Regions from separate parts of the Oryctolagus cuniculus genome. Here region 1 is linked to region 2. A link is a contact called in public Micro-C data. All regions are on one chromosome and are shown on one strand. Each heading gives the region's core, a stretch centred on a gene start, on an enhancer-like site or on the middle of the called end of the contact. The rest is flanking DNA. Distances are from core to core; before and after follow the strand shown.

Region 1 (6,122 bases), core at 1,550-4,049, 130 kb after region 2:
ACATGGGTGCAGAGGTCCTTGGGCCATCTTCCACTGCTTTCCTAGGCCATAGCAGAGAACTGGATCAGAAGCAGAGCATCTGGGACTCGAACCGGTGCCCATATGGGGATGCCAGCATGGCAGGTGGCGGCTTTACCTGCTATGCCACAACGCTGGTCCCCAACTGCCTCTCAAACAAATAAAGAAATACATCTTTGAATTCCATTTCCAGGTCCCCTCATACTCCGCGCCGGTCAGCACGTTGCTCCTGACAGCTCCTAGGGACACAGGCAAAGGTTCCAGCCCAGGTCAGGGTGGTGAGGGGCAGGAACGAGGGGACCTCGCCAAGGAGCTGGGCCCTCAGGACGGTGGGTGCAGGACACAGCACAGGCTGGGCTTGCCAGGGGAACCCCCGACGTCTTCCCAGTAGGACTGAGCTCCGCCACAAGCCTGCATTCGCTCTGTCCCCTGCCCGGAGTCCCCTCCTCCTCCTCCAGCTTGTCCAAATCCCCCCCCATTCTCAGAAGTTCTCCCAGGAGGGCTACCTTTTCCTGCTTCCTATGCGCCTGGTCTGCCCCCACCAGTAGGCAGGAGCCAAGCCATAGCCCGCAGCGGCCGGGGTGGAAGCCACCGGCCACCTGCCGCAGCACTGCCAGCCGACACCATGCCGCAACAGGTCAGCTGCACCGGCACCTCAGGGGCTCCCACCAGAGCCCAGTCCCATGACTTAGTGGGGTGGGCAGTTACTCCCACTTCAGAGGGGGGGCCGCTGAGGCCCAGGAGAGGGCAGTGGCCCGAGAGGCCACACAGCTCCAACCGCCCGGGTGCGACTCCAACCCAAGGCTTGAGAAGAGTTGTGTGGGGTCTCCTGGCCTCCCAGAGCCCAGGATTCATTCATTCATCCGATAGCATCCCCAGGTCTTCTTCAACGCCTGGGCAGGGGCCACACAGACAGGGAGCTGGAGGGGAACCAGGGACGCGACCCAGCCTAACCCTCTGCGACCACCAGACAGACTGCGGGTGTGTGTGTGCACCCGGGGCCCGCTGGGTACTGCCAGCTGAACGGGCTGTGAGGAGGATGCCAGGCAGGGGGCCGGGGGGAGGCTTGGCCTGGGCAGAGGATGGCAAAGGGGGGGTGGGCACCAGGAGAACTGGCCACAGGGAGAGGGTGCTGGGCTAGGATGGGGAGCCCCCCGGGCTGGGGAATCCCAAGACGAGGAGGGGGCTGTGCTCAGGGTCTCCGCCCCCCTCCCCCGCCCCGGCCCCTTGGCCTGGAGCTGGCAGGAGAGGCCGGGGAAGGCGGTGGGGGCTCTAAGGTTTCACAGCTCTCATTTCTCCCACCCGGCCTGGCAAAGCCTCGAGTGGGTAACCCAATGCCGGGCTGGTCTGAGTGGGAACCCAGGCTCTCTATCCCTACAGGCTGCCTGCTTCCTGGGGCCACCTTTATCCAAGCTGTGCCCCCTCCTCCAACCTGGAATGCCTCTTCGTGGTCCCTGCTGGGCAAAAGCCCACCCATTTCCAAGGGCCTGCTCTAAGGCGGCCTGTTTCTAACCCTTGCAGGCAAAGCCGGAGCCCTCTCCTCTGCTGGCCTCCACTGCCCACCCCTGCCCCCCCAGGACACACTCCAGCCCCAGCCCCACACCGGGGCCCCACTGGAGGCAACACCCTGTCTCTTGAGGCCTGGAAGCACCCACGGGGCAGGCCAGCCTCGGACCCACAGCTCCATTTCCTGGGTGAGCCCTGCCACGCGAGGCACTGGGTGCCTCTCAGCCTCTGTGGTCTCCCCTGTTCAATGGGGCTAACCATGCCCTCGCTGCGATCATCGAATGAGGGCAGCGGCCACAGCTGTATGTATGCATGCATACAGCAGGTGCTCACTAAACAGGGCTCTCTGCTCTTGGGAAGTGACGGACAACCCCGGCTTGCAGAAAGCGGGTCTGCATTTTACCTCCACCCACATCGGGGGCCTCACGCTGCCCACTCTCCTTGCGCTGAGATAACCATTCACGAAGGCAACGGGCAGGTAGGGAGACCCTGCTGGAGCTGTGTCCTCCAGGTGGGCAGGCGACGCCACAGTCCCGGGCCCTCTGCCCGCGGGAGCCAGGGAAGCCATCAGAGGGCAGAGAAGGGGGCCCGGGGCCTGGTGGGTGGGGGTCCTGAGGCTGCTGCGGTGCAGGGGCCAGGCAAGGGGCTGGGGAGACTGAGGCTGTGGAGGCCACTGGGCAGCGGCCCGGGCCCAGGGCAAGCCCGGGGGGCTGCACTTCACCCCGCGACCACAGAATATGTTTTTTGCAGGGGTGGGAGGCAATGGGGGTCCCGGTGTGGACAGCTGGCCCTGAGGCTGGGAGCCTTGGAAGGATCTAAAGGGGGGGGGAGCGGGGGTCAGAGGGAGCTTAGAGGGGCAGTGTGGGGAGGCTGGTACCTGGCTGGGGCAGGTTCCGCCCGGGGGGGATTGGAGGCAGGTTCGGGTCCAGCCCCGGGGCCAGGGAGTCATGGAGACTGCATACTCGCAGCAAGGCGCGCCTCGGACGATCTCCCAATTGGGGAAACTGAGGCTCGGCCAGGGGGGAGTCCCCGCGCCAAGGTCACGCCGCGAGGTGAACGCGGAGGGAGGCCTGGGCGGGCGCGCCGGGCTCACCTGGTAGTTGTCCAGCTGCTCCTCGGTGAAGATGGTCTGCTTGTTCCCCATGGTGGCCGCCGCGCCGTCCGAGCCCGCCAGCCTCCCATCCGCGCCCGCCGGAGCCCCGCGGCCCTCGCCGGCCCCGCGGCGGGCAGCGTCCCACGGCGCCCGGCCCCGCCGCCTCGCCCCGCCTCGGCCCGCAGCTCGCCGCGAGGGGGCGCGCGCGGCGGTGACTCCGCCCCCGGCGGCCGCAGCGGCGCGCGCCCGGCCCGGCCCGGCTCCGCTCCGCGGGGCGCGCGCGGTGCCCACAAGGGGGCGGCCCTGTCCGCGCGCGCCCCGCGGCCGCCGCAGCGCCCGGTGCGGGGCCGGGCGAGCCGCCCAGGGGTGCAGCCGGTGTGAGGAGCAGGCCGAGGGGCTGGTGGCCGCGAGACCGTGCGCCTGCCCGGTGCCTCCCGCCGAGGAGGGGGCCGCCGCGGCGTGACCTCCAGGGTCCGGGGAAGCCGAGCGCGCCCTTGACCGAGGCCCTCGGGGGTTCCTCAGGGCGGATTTGCTGGGCTCAGGGATGCCGACGTGGGCGGTTGCGAGGACGAAGGACCTGCGCGGTCGGGCGCTTTCAGGGCAGGTGCCTTGCGGGGAGGACCCAACCTGAGGCCCCCCTGCGCCAGAGAATTAATTTGGCTTAAGGCGGATTAACACGAGGAGAGCATGGGGGCTGGTGCAATGCGAGGCTTCCGCGGCGTGGGGACCCCAGGAGCGGACAGTGGGGTCAACCCCGCCATTCCACACCGGCCGGTCAGGAACTGTCAGAGGTGGTTTGGGGAGGGCGTTTGGCGTGGCTTGGCACGCTCCTGTCTTGGATGGCAGTGCCTGGGTTCGGCTCCTGGCTCCGCTTCTGATCCAGCTTCCCGTGGTTGCGCACCCTGGGAGGCAGCAGGAGATGGCGCAAGTAGGTGGTCCCTGCCACCCACATGGGCGACCCAGGTTGAGTTCCCAGCTCCTTACCTGTGCCCTGGCCCGGCCCTGGCTGTTGTGGGCATTTGGCAAGTAAACCAGTGGGTGGGAGATAAATCATGTTTTAAAAGGATTTATTTATTTGAAAGAGTTACAGAGAGGGAGAGAGAGAGATCTTCCATCTACTGGTTCACTCCTCAAATGGCCACAAGGGCCCGAGGGCCAAAGCTGGGTGGATCCGGAGCCGGGAGCTTCTTCCTGGTCTCCCATGTGGGTGGCAGGGCCCCAGGCACTTGGGCCATCTTCCACTGCTTTCCCAGGCGCATTACAGGGAGCGGGATCAGAAGTGGAGCAGCCGGGACTAGAACCAGCGCCCACATGGGATGCTGGCACCTGAAGCGGCGGCTTTACCCGTTATGCCACAGGGCCAGCCCCGGTAAATACTTCCTTGCAGATGTGGTGGTTCTTTTTCTTAGCGGTCTGGAAACCACGTGGGCAGCTGTACCCCAGGGTTTCTGACTTAGTAGGTCTGAGCTGGGCCCAGGTGGCCACACTTTGAGAATCACTGCCTCAGGGCCCCTGTTGTGGGTTGCCATGGGAACAGAGGGTCCGGGTCCCTGGGGCTGAGGGTCCCCTTTCCTGCCTGAGGTTGGTGGGCGGAGTGTTCCGTGCTATTTTGCTGCTCAGCGACACAGCCCTGCTGTTTCATTCACACGCGTCCTGGGAGATGCACCATCGCTCTCCGATGGGCAGGAAGCAATTAAGCGTCCCTGGGGATTGTTAATCAGTCTTCAGAGGCCGCCCCAGCTTCCTTCATTCATGGTGGACACGTGCTGTGGGCCTCAGCTGTGGGCAAAGGGCTGCATTCCCAGAAATGCCGAGAAGGCGGAGTTTTCCGGCAGAGTCAAGCCCTGGAAAAGGCTCTCTCGCCCTGCGGTTCCCTCTGCGCCCACGTCGGAGCGGGGGCAGCTGGGGCCCTTTCCAAACCGCACAAAAGCGCTCACAGAAGTGTCGCTGTTCCCGCCTCGGATGCCGCGTTGCCCGAGGAGGACGAGCCGGGATCCTGCTCCGGCGCATTCTTGCACAGTTGCTCACCCGCAGCTCGTGTGCAGGCCGGGTGTCCCAGGTGGAAAAGCCAGAAGCTGCACACACAGCCTGCGTTTCCAGTTCTGGGAGGCCCTCCTCTCCCTGGAGACAAAGCCACCGACTTGACTAGAACATTCCCTTTAAATATCCTCTCCGGGGGTGGCGGGATATGTCCTCTGGTGGTTAAGGCGCCCAAATTCCCAAGTGGAGCACCTGGGTTCGACTCCCAGCTCTCCGAATTCCGGCTTCCTGCAACTGCGCGCCCTGGGAGGCAGTGGTGACAGCTCAGTAGCTGGGTCCCTGCCGCCCATGCGGGAGACAACGGTTGAGTTCCCACCTCCTGGCCTTGATGCCCCATCCATTTTTTTTTTAAAGATTTATTTATTTGAAAGGCTGAGTTACACAGAGGAGAGGGAGAGAGAGAGAGAGGGAAAGAGAGAGAGGTCTTCCATCTGCTAGCTCATTCTCCAACTGGCCACAACGGCCAGAGCCGTGCTGATCCGAAGTCAGGAGCCAGGAGCTTCTTCAGGTCTCACATGCGGGTGCAGGGGCCCAAGGGCTTGGGTCATCTTCTATTGCTTTCCCAGGCCATAGCAGAGAGCTGGATGGGAAGTAGAGCAGCTGGTACTCGAACCGGCACCAATATGGGATGCTGGCACTGCAGGCGGCAGCTTTACCTGCTCTGCCACAGTGCCAGCCCCGCCATCCCTAACTTTGACCCGTTGCAGACATTTGGGAAGTGAACTAGCAGATGGGTGCTCCATTTTCTCTCAAATGAATTTTACTATAAAAAAAAAATCTGACTACAGTTGTTCTGCCCTAGTCTAGGCCCTTTCTTGTGAACTGTCACAATGATGCTCTAAGGAGAGGCACTGGCTGCATTCCCAGAGGCGGTGACTTCCCCAAGTGCCACCCCACGAGGAAGTGGCCACACGAAGGGCCCAACCTCGCTCTCGGATTCCCAGTCCTGGCCTTTATTGAGCTGTTCCCAGGTGTGTGTGTGTGTGTGTGTGTGTGTGTGAGGATGCAGAAACGTGACTGCTTACCTACCTAGCGCCCAGGATCGTTCTGGCCACTTTGTACCTGGGACTGCCGCACAAGCACCTCCCAGGTCTCATTTCACAGAGGAAGACGTGGCCTTGGAGCAGGTGACTTGCCCGTGGTCACTCAGCGGGTAATGGATGGGTTTGAATCTCTTGGTCCCGCTGTCTGGGCCGGGGAACATACGGTGGCCACGGTTTAAAGGGTGCAGATCTGGGGCCTGTGCTGCCACTTGTGACGGCATTCCACATCCGGGTGCTGACTCGAGTCCCAGCCGCTCCGGATCCAATGATCCAGCTCCCTGCTAATGCACCTGGGAAGGATGGCCCAAGTGCTCGGACCCCTGCACCCACGTGGGAGACCCAGATGGAGCTCCTGGCTCCTGGCTTTGGCTTGGCCCAGCACTGGCTGTTGCAGATATTTGGGGAGGAACCAGCAGATGAAC
Region 2 (5,714 bases), core at 2,905-5,404:
TCACTTTGGGGACCCCTTCCATTACGTTTGTATTTTGGGTCGCCTGTTTCTCAATTCCGTGACCTTGTCTCTCCGAGCTTGCTGCTTCTTCCTGGTGGAGCTCATCCCGCAGTGACTTTCCCAGGAAGGGTGCAGAGGAGGTGAAGGTCTTGAGAACTTGCATGTCTTAGCATCAGCGCCCTTTTTCTACATCCTTACACTTGGCCGAGAGTAGGAAATGAGTTCTACGTTGAAAACCATTCCCCCAGAGCCCGGAAGGCATTGCTTTGTTGGTATCTAGTTCGTAGCATTGCTGCGGAGAATTCTAGTGCCATTCCAATCACAGAGCAAAGTTTGCCACCATTTTCTCTTCGTTCTCTGGAAGCAATTTTCTCTAATATTCCAGCATTGTCTGTGGTGCATCAAGACGTTGACTCTTGGTGTGGGTCATTTCCATCCAGGTGCTGCACGCCAGCAAATCCTCGCCGTCTAGAAATTCATGTGCTTTTGTTCTGAGAAGATTCTTATTTATCAAATAATCTTTCCCTCTGTGTTTTCTGATCTCTCTAAGGTCTCCTATTATTATTATTTTTTTTTTTTTTTGGATATTGGCTTGATGGAGTTTGATGACTTAGAGAAGTTTTTGCTGTTCACGCAGGCACACCCATGAACTTTCCCCTCTATAGATTCTGATGCTGATTTCATCTTCAAAATATTCTTTCCAAGCCCCAAATTACATAACCGACTTCATTTAAAATGTTGGCAATGGCAAGTTCATAATAAGGTCCATGATGTTTTTACTCTTCTAAGCTCCAGTGCAGGCAGCACAAGTAAGTATTTGTTGGAAAAATAAAGGCATGGAATCATTTATTGATTTAAAAAACAGAAGAAAAAGTGATCCATGTAATTCAGCTTATCCAGCATCTTATTACCAGCAAGGATTCTGGTTTTCAAATGTCGAAATAACTATTTTCATTATGAAAGTTAATAAAGCACATGAAAAAGTTGTTAGAGGACAAAAAATGGGGGCAGAAAGAGCTCTGAAACACTTGGTGCATACAATGGAAAAAGCCTAAAATGCTTTCAGATGATCTCCAGACATGGGAATATGGAACATTCTTTGCTAAAACAATGGCATGAAAAGGAGAGACAAACACAGTATTCAAAAGAAGAAAACAGCCAAGGCAACAGCCAGGCTGCAGAGGCAGGGGTGGGGGGGAAGAGACCCAGGGGTGGTGAGATTTGTGCCTAGGCTGGGTGAGGCTGGCTGCCCGGGCACGCACGCCCAGCCTTGGTCAGGCTCCCAGATGGGTCTCCCTCCTGGAGCCAGCCCCCTGGGGTTCGAGGGCTAGGGATGAAGTGCATACTTCCTCCAGGAAGTACCAAGAGTCGCTTTGGAACTCCCCACGGCTCTGGGCAACCAGCATTTAGTAGGTGGTTCATTGAGAAGTCCCTGGAGAAGGGGAGGGGCCCCCTCCCACCCGTCTGGTTGTGTGTGACGGACTCAGACAGAGCCCAGAGAGGAGGGGCCTTGAAGAAACAGACCCCCCTGAAGATAGAAACCCACACTGGCATCCAGGGAGGCGGTGCTGTGCAGTGGTTAGGGATGCAGGTGCTGCATCAGGCACTTCCAAATATGGGAACCCAGGTGAGCTACTTCCCCTCTCCCTGCCTCAGTTTCTCCATCTGTAAAATGAAGATAATACCAATAATACGTCCTGTTGGGAGGAGAATTGCGTGGAAGGCATGGTGATGGCCCACAAGGCACTGTGCTCACTCAGCATTACAATTCGCCTCCATCAAGTCGTTCCCACCGCCAAGTGGCAGCTAGGAAGGCAGGAGAGGCCACCCGTGAGCTGACGGATGGCTCTGGGTCCCCGGCGTTGTTTTAGGAGGGGACATTTTTGGGCACCTGGCATAGCAATCAGCAACCTGACTGAGCATTCTCCCATTATTTTGCAATTCTTGCAATTCATGAGGGTGGAAGAGACCCACCAAAAATAATGCAACGCATTTGGCAATGCCCATCTCTCAATGACAAACGTGCAAGCTCGCGACAGAAACACCACACAGGACTCAGTTCTACCGAAGGACCTACAGATGTCCCTTTGTGGACGGCAGCAGCGAGGTTTGGGAAAGAAGTTAAATGCTCATCAGCATCAGGAGACGGGCACGGTGCAGGTGCACGGAGGAACACAAAGAGACTGCAAAGGCTCCCGGAGAGGCGGCATTCAAAGATTTGTTTTCAGCGTCCACAGAACTGTGAAGAGCGCTTAGCAGGGTGTGGACAGCGTGGAGGCCAGGATGGGGGACACAGACAGAAGCAGGTGGCACTGGCGTTAGCCAGCACAACTCAAGGTTTGGAAGCGCACGCTCAAGGGCTGCATTTTGCAGAAGGCTCCGCTCTGTTTGGCCGGGGCAGCTTGCCAAAGGAGCAAGGGAGGTGGACGTGGAATTGGAAGGGGAGGGCTGTGCAGGCCCCGCCCCAGACCCTCTGCGTTTCTCGGGTTTCCTGTGTGTGCTGGGGGCTGGGATCACCAGCATCTAGCACCTCACAGGGTGGCGGGACTGGCAGACCTAGCGGAACATAGTGGCTTAGCGGGATTGTGGCCTTGGGGCTCTGGGGGCTCCGAGACAGCTCAAGAGAGACGTTTAGGAAGGGGTGACACGGTAGCTGGGCCTGCAGGATCACACCTTGTGAGTTCATGATCATCTTTTCCCTTTCACCCTCACATGACTGGCTCTGTCTGAAATTTCTATTTATTTATTAGAGACTGGCACAGAGAGGTCTTCCATCCACTGGTTCACTCCTGAAATGCCCACGACAGCCAGGGCTGGGCCAGCCTGGAGCCAGGAGCCAGGAGCTCCACCCAGGTCTCCCATGCCAGCAGCAGGGACCCAAGCACTTGGATCATCTTCTGCTGCCTCCCAGGGTGGGCATTAGGCTGCAACTGGCTCCCATATGGGATGCTGGCACCCCAGCCGGCAGCTTTACCCGCCTGCCACCGCGCCGGCCCCTACTGGCTGTTTCTTATTCTGATGTCAAAGCTCCAATATTTCTACCCTGCGGAGAAGTAGAACGCCCGCATTCTACTTTCAAAGCACCTCTCCTAGCCGGCCTCTCCACAGCCCTGGAGTTCACAGCTGGGCGTGCAGACCCCTGGGGCAGAGGCGGTGGGTGATGTGCCAGGCGGACCGAGCAGAGGAGGGGGGAGGAGGCAGGTGTACCTGGAAGTCACTGGGCAGCTGGGGGGGGGGCACTATGACTGTGACACCAAGAGGGCGAGGAGGGCAGAACCCGGAGAAGGGAGAAACGGCTCAGATGGGCGGGTGGAGCCCGAGCGGACAGCTCTTCTCTGGAGGGGTGATATCAGTCTCTCCACCAGGAGGCAGATGAGACCGGTTTGACATCGAGGGTTGGGGGCCGTGGAGGCCCCAGAAAGAGGGGGACACCCAAAGCAAATTCTGGGAGGGATTGGTGGGGGCTACTGCAGAGCCTGTGGCCTGTGGCGCCTGCTCCGCTGTGCAGAGGGAGGCGAAAGTGAGCAGGTGCCCCTTGCAGACGCTAGCTGCACTGAGCGGCCGTGTGCATGCGTGTGCACGGGGTTCAGCGAAGGCGGGAGGTGGTGGGAGGGCGATCCTCAGGCGGAAGCCAGAGCCAGCGCTGGGGCCACAAAGGACAGATGGCCGGTGTTCGAGGCGGAGTCTGGCCGGGGATGTGAGGCGAGGGCTGGCCGGCCTCCAGGCTCTCAGGAGGCCCCTGCCCTGGGCTGTGGGCTAGACGCAGGCAGCAATTGTGGGGAGCGCGCAGGCCTGGGAGCAGAATCTACCTCCTGACCCTGCCGCCTCTGCTGCCCCGCTGGGCGACCTTGGACCCTCAGGGTGCCTCCTGTGTCCCTGGCTGGCGTGGGGAGCACCCCCAAAGAGCGCCCTCCCTAAGCAGAAATTCCAGATTCTTCCCGTGTCGGGAAGCCCTGCCCGGCTCTACCGCCAGGGGGCGCCCTCGGCTGCTGGGCAGTCGGACGTCCGTCGGGGGGCGCTGCCCACGCCCGCCCCGAGGCCCGCCCTGGAGCAGGGGGCGGCCGGCGGGGCGGGGTGGGAAGGCAGGCGCGGGGCGGGGTCAGGAGCCCGAGGGGCGGGGCAGGGCCGGCACCGCGCTCCCCCCCCTTTCTTTCTTTCTCTCCATCTCGCTCTCTCGTCTTTTCTTTGCCTCCGCAGCCGGCCGAGGAGGGGGCGGGCCTTGCAGTCTTTGTTGCCCACGGACCCAGCGCAGCCGCCCGCCGGGCCGGAGTCGGGGCTGGGACGCTGGGAGCTACGGTCGGGCCGGGCATGTCCTGAGCCGAACCCGGGACCGGACAGCCACCGGACGGGACGGACGAGAGCGCGCGCGCGGGGTCGCCCGGCGGCCGCCTGGCCCCGGCCATGCCCGGCGGCCCGAGACCCCGCAGCCCCGCGCCGCCGCTGCGCCCACTCCTGCTGCTGCTCTGCGCCCTGGCGCGCGGCGCCCCCGGACCCGCACCAGGTGAGTGGCAGCCCCTCCTCGCCCCCCGACCCCGGCCTCGGCGTGGCCCCCCGTCCCCCCTGCGGATCTGGCTGCAGCCGGGGGCATCCCCGCTGCCCTGGCGCTTAGGGACCCGGGTGGGGTCGGGCGGGCCAGGGCGCGAACCTACCCCGCCGGGGAACCCTGCGCAGACCCCGACCTCGCTGTGGACCCCGCCGGTCGCCCGAAAGGAGCCTCTTCCGCTGCTCCGGCCGCTGCTCGGCCACCGCGGGTGCAGCAGCGCGCGCGCCTCTCGGGTCCCGCGCGCACTGGACGGAGCGCGGGTCAGCCGCACCGGCTTCGCCCCGCGCCCTCTTCGTGCGCGTCGTCCGGAGCGCGGGCTGTCCGGGCCGCGGGGCGCAGGGGGCGCACGGGTCCCGGTCGCGCCTCGGCCCCCGCCCACCGCATCGACGCTGCGGGCCGGGCCCTCGGCGGCGCGGGGGGCCGGGTCTCGCGCCGCCCTTGCACTTCCTGCCTCTCCCTCCCCCAAGAGCGAAGGCGCCGGGAGTGGAGCGCGGGGCCGGGGCGTCTTTGCCCGGCTCCGGGTTAACTCTCTCGGCCCCGGCGGGCCGGCCGGCCTCCGACGAGCCCCTGGCGCGCGTCCAGATCCCGCTGTGTGGCCGCGCTCCTGGAGAACCGAGGAGCGGGCCTGGGAAGATCCTCGCGGGATGGATCGGATGGCGAGACAGTAGGAAGGCTTTGTAGGGGAGGAGGCTCCGGGGCGCGCAGGGGCTGGAAGGGTGTGGAGCGGGCGCGGGCTCCCCGGGGCAGCATCAGCCGGGGCCGGGATTAGGCCAGCTCGCTGTGCACGCGGGCTTGTGCGTCTGGAAGTCGCCCGGGCTGGAGGAGCCTACGACGCTAACACCAGATTGAGAACTGGCTGGTGACGAAGTGGGGTGACAAAACAGGAGGTGGAGAGGGAGCCGGCATTTATTTGAGAGTCTTTAGTCGTGCTGATCATGACCACCAACCACCCCGCAAGGCACGCGGTGGGAAGCCCTTTTATGGGAATTCCTAGGGTTGGGCTCCTGGGCTGCTTGCACGGAGCAGGCACTGGTGAGCCGGGAGCCAGGTGGTGCCATCGAGGGAGCAGGGAACTGCCCCTGGGTCTGAACTTGGGTGCAGCCCCCTGGCAGCTGTGAGGAGAATGGGGGTAGGGGGCCGGAGGAGGCAGGACCTCATAGGAGCCTGGGGA

Evidence for each region. Hi-C and Micro-C count contacts between places; a contact is called where the count stands out from the background.
Region 1: a Micro-C map of ear pinna shows a contact between it and region 2, with 2.4 times the contacts expected there. The contact joins the promoter of CIB2 here to the promoter of ADAMTS7 in region 2. A contact is called at or near these places in 2 of 6 Hi-C or Micro-C datasets (ear pinna and an unstated tissue).

What each region holds. Positions count from the first base shown.
Region 1 is chr12:106,011,434-106,017,555 of mOryCun1.1, forward strand. It overlaps CIB2 (calcium and integrin binding family member 2), which reads right to left and starts at 2,800. Exons shown (of 6, transcript XM_002721601.5): 1 at 2,618-2,800. The coding sequence starts at 2,668.
Region 2 is chr12:105,880,780-105,886,493 of mOryCun1.1, forward strand. It overlaps ADAMTS7 (ADAM metallopeptidase with thrombospondin type 1 motif 7), which reads left to right and starts at 4,155. Exons shown (of 23, transcript XM_051834567.2): 1 at 4,155-4,501. The coding sequence starts at 4,402.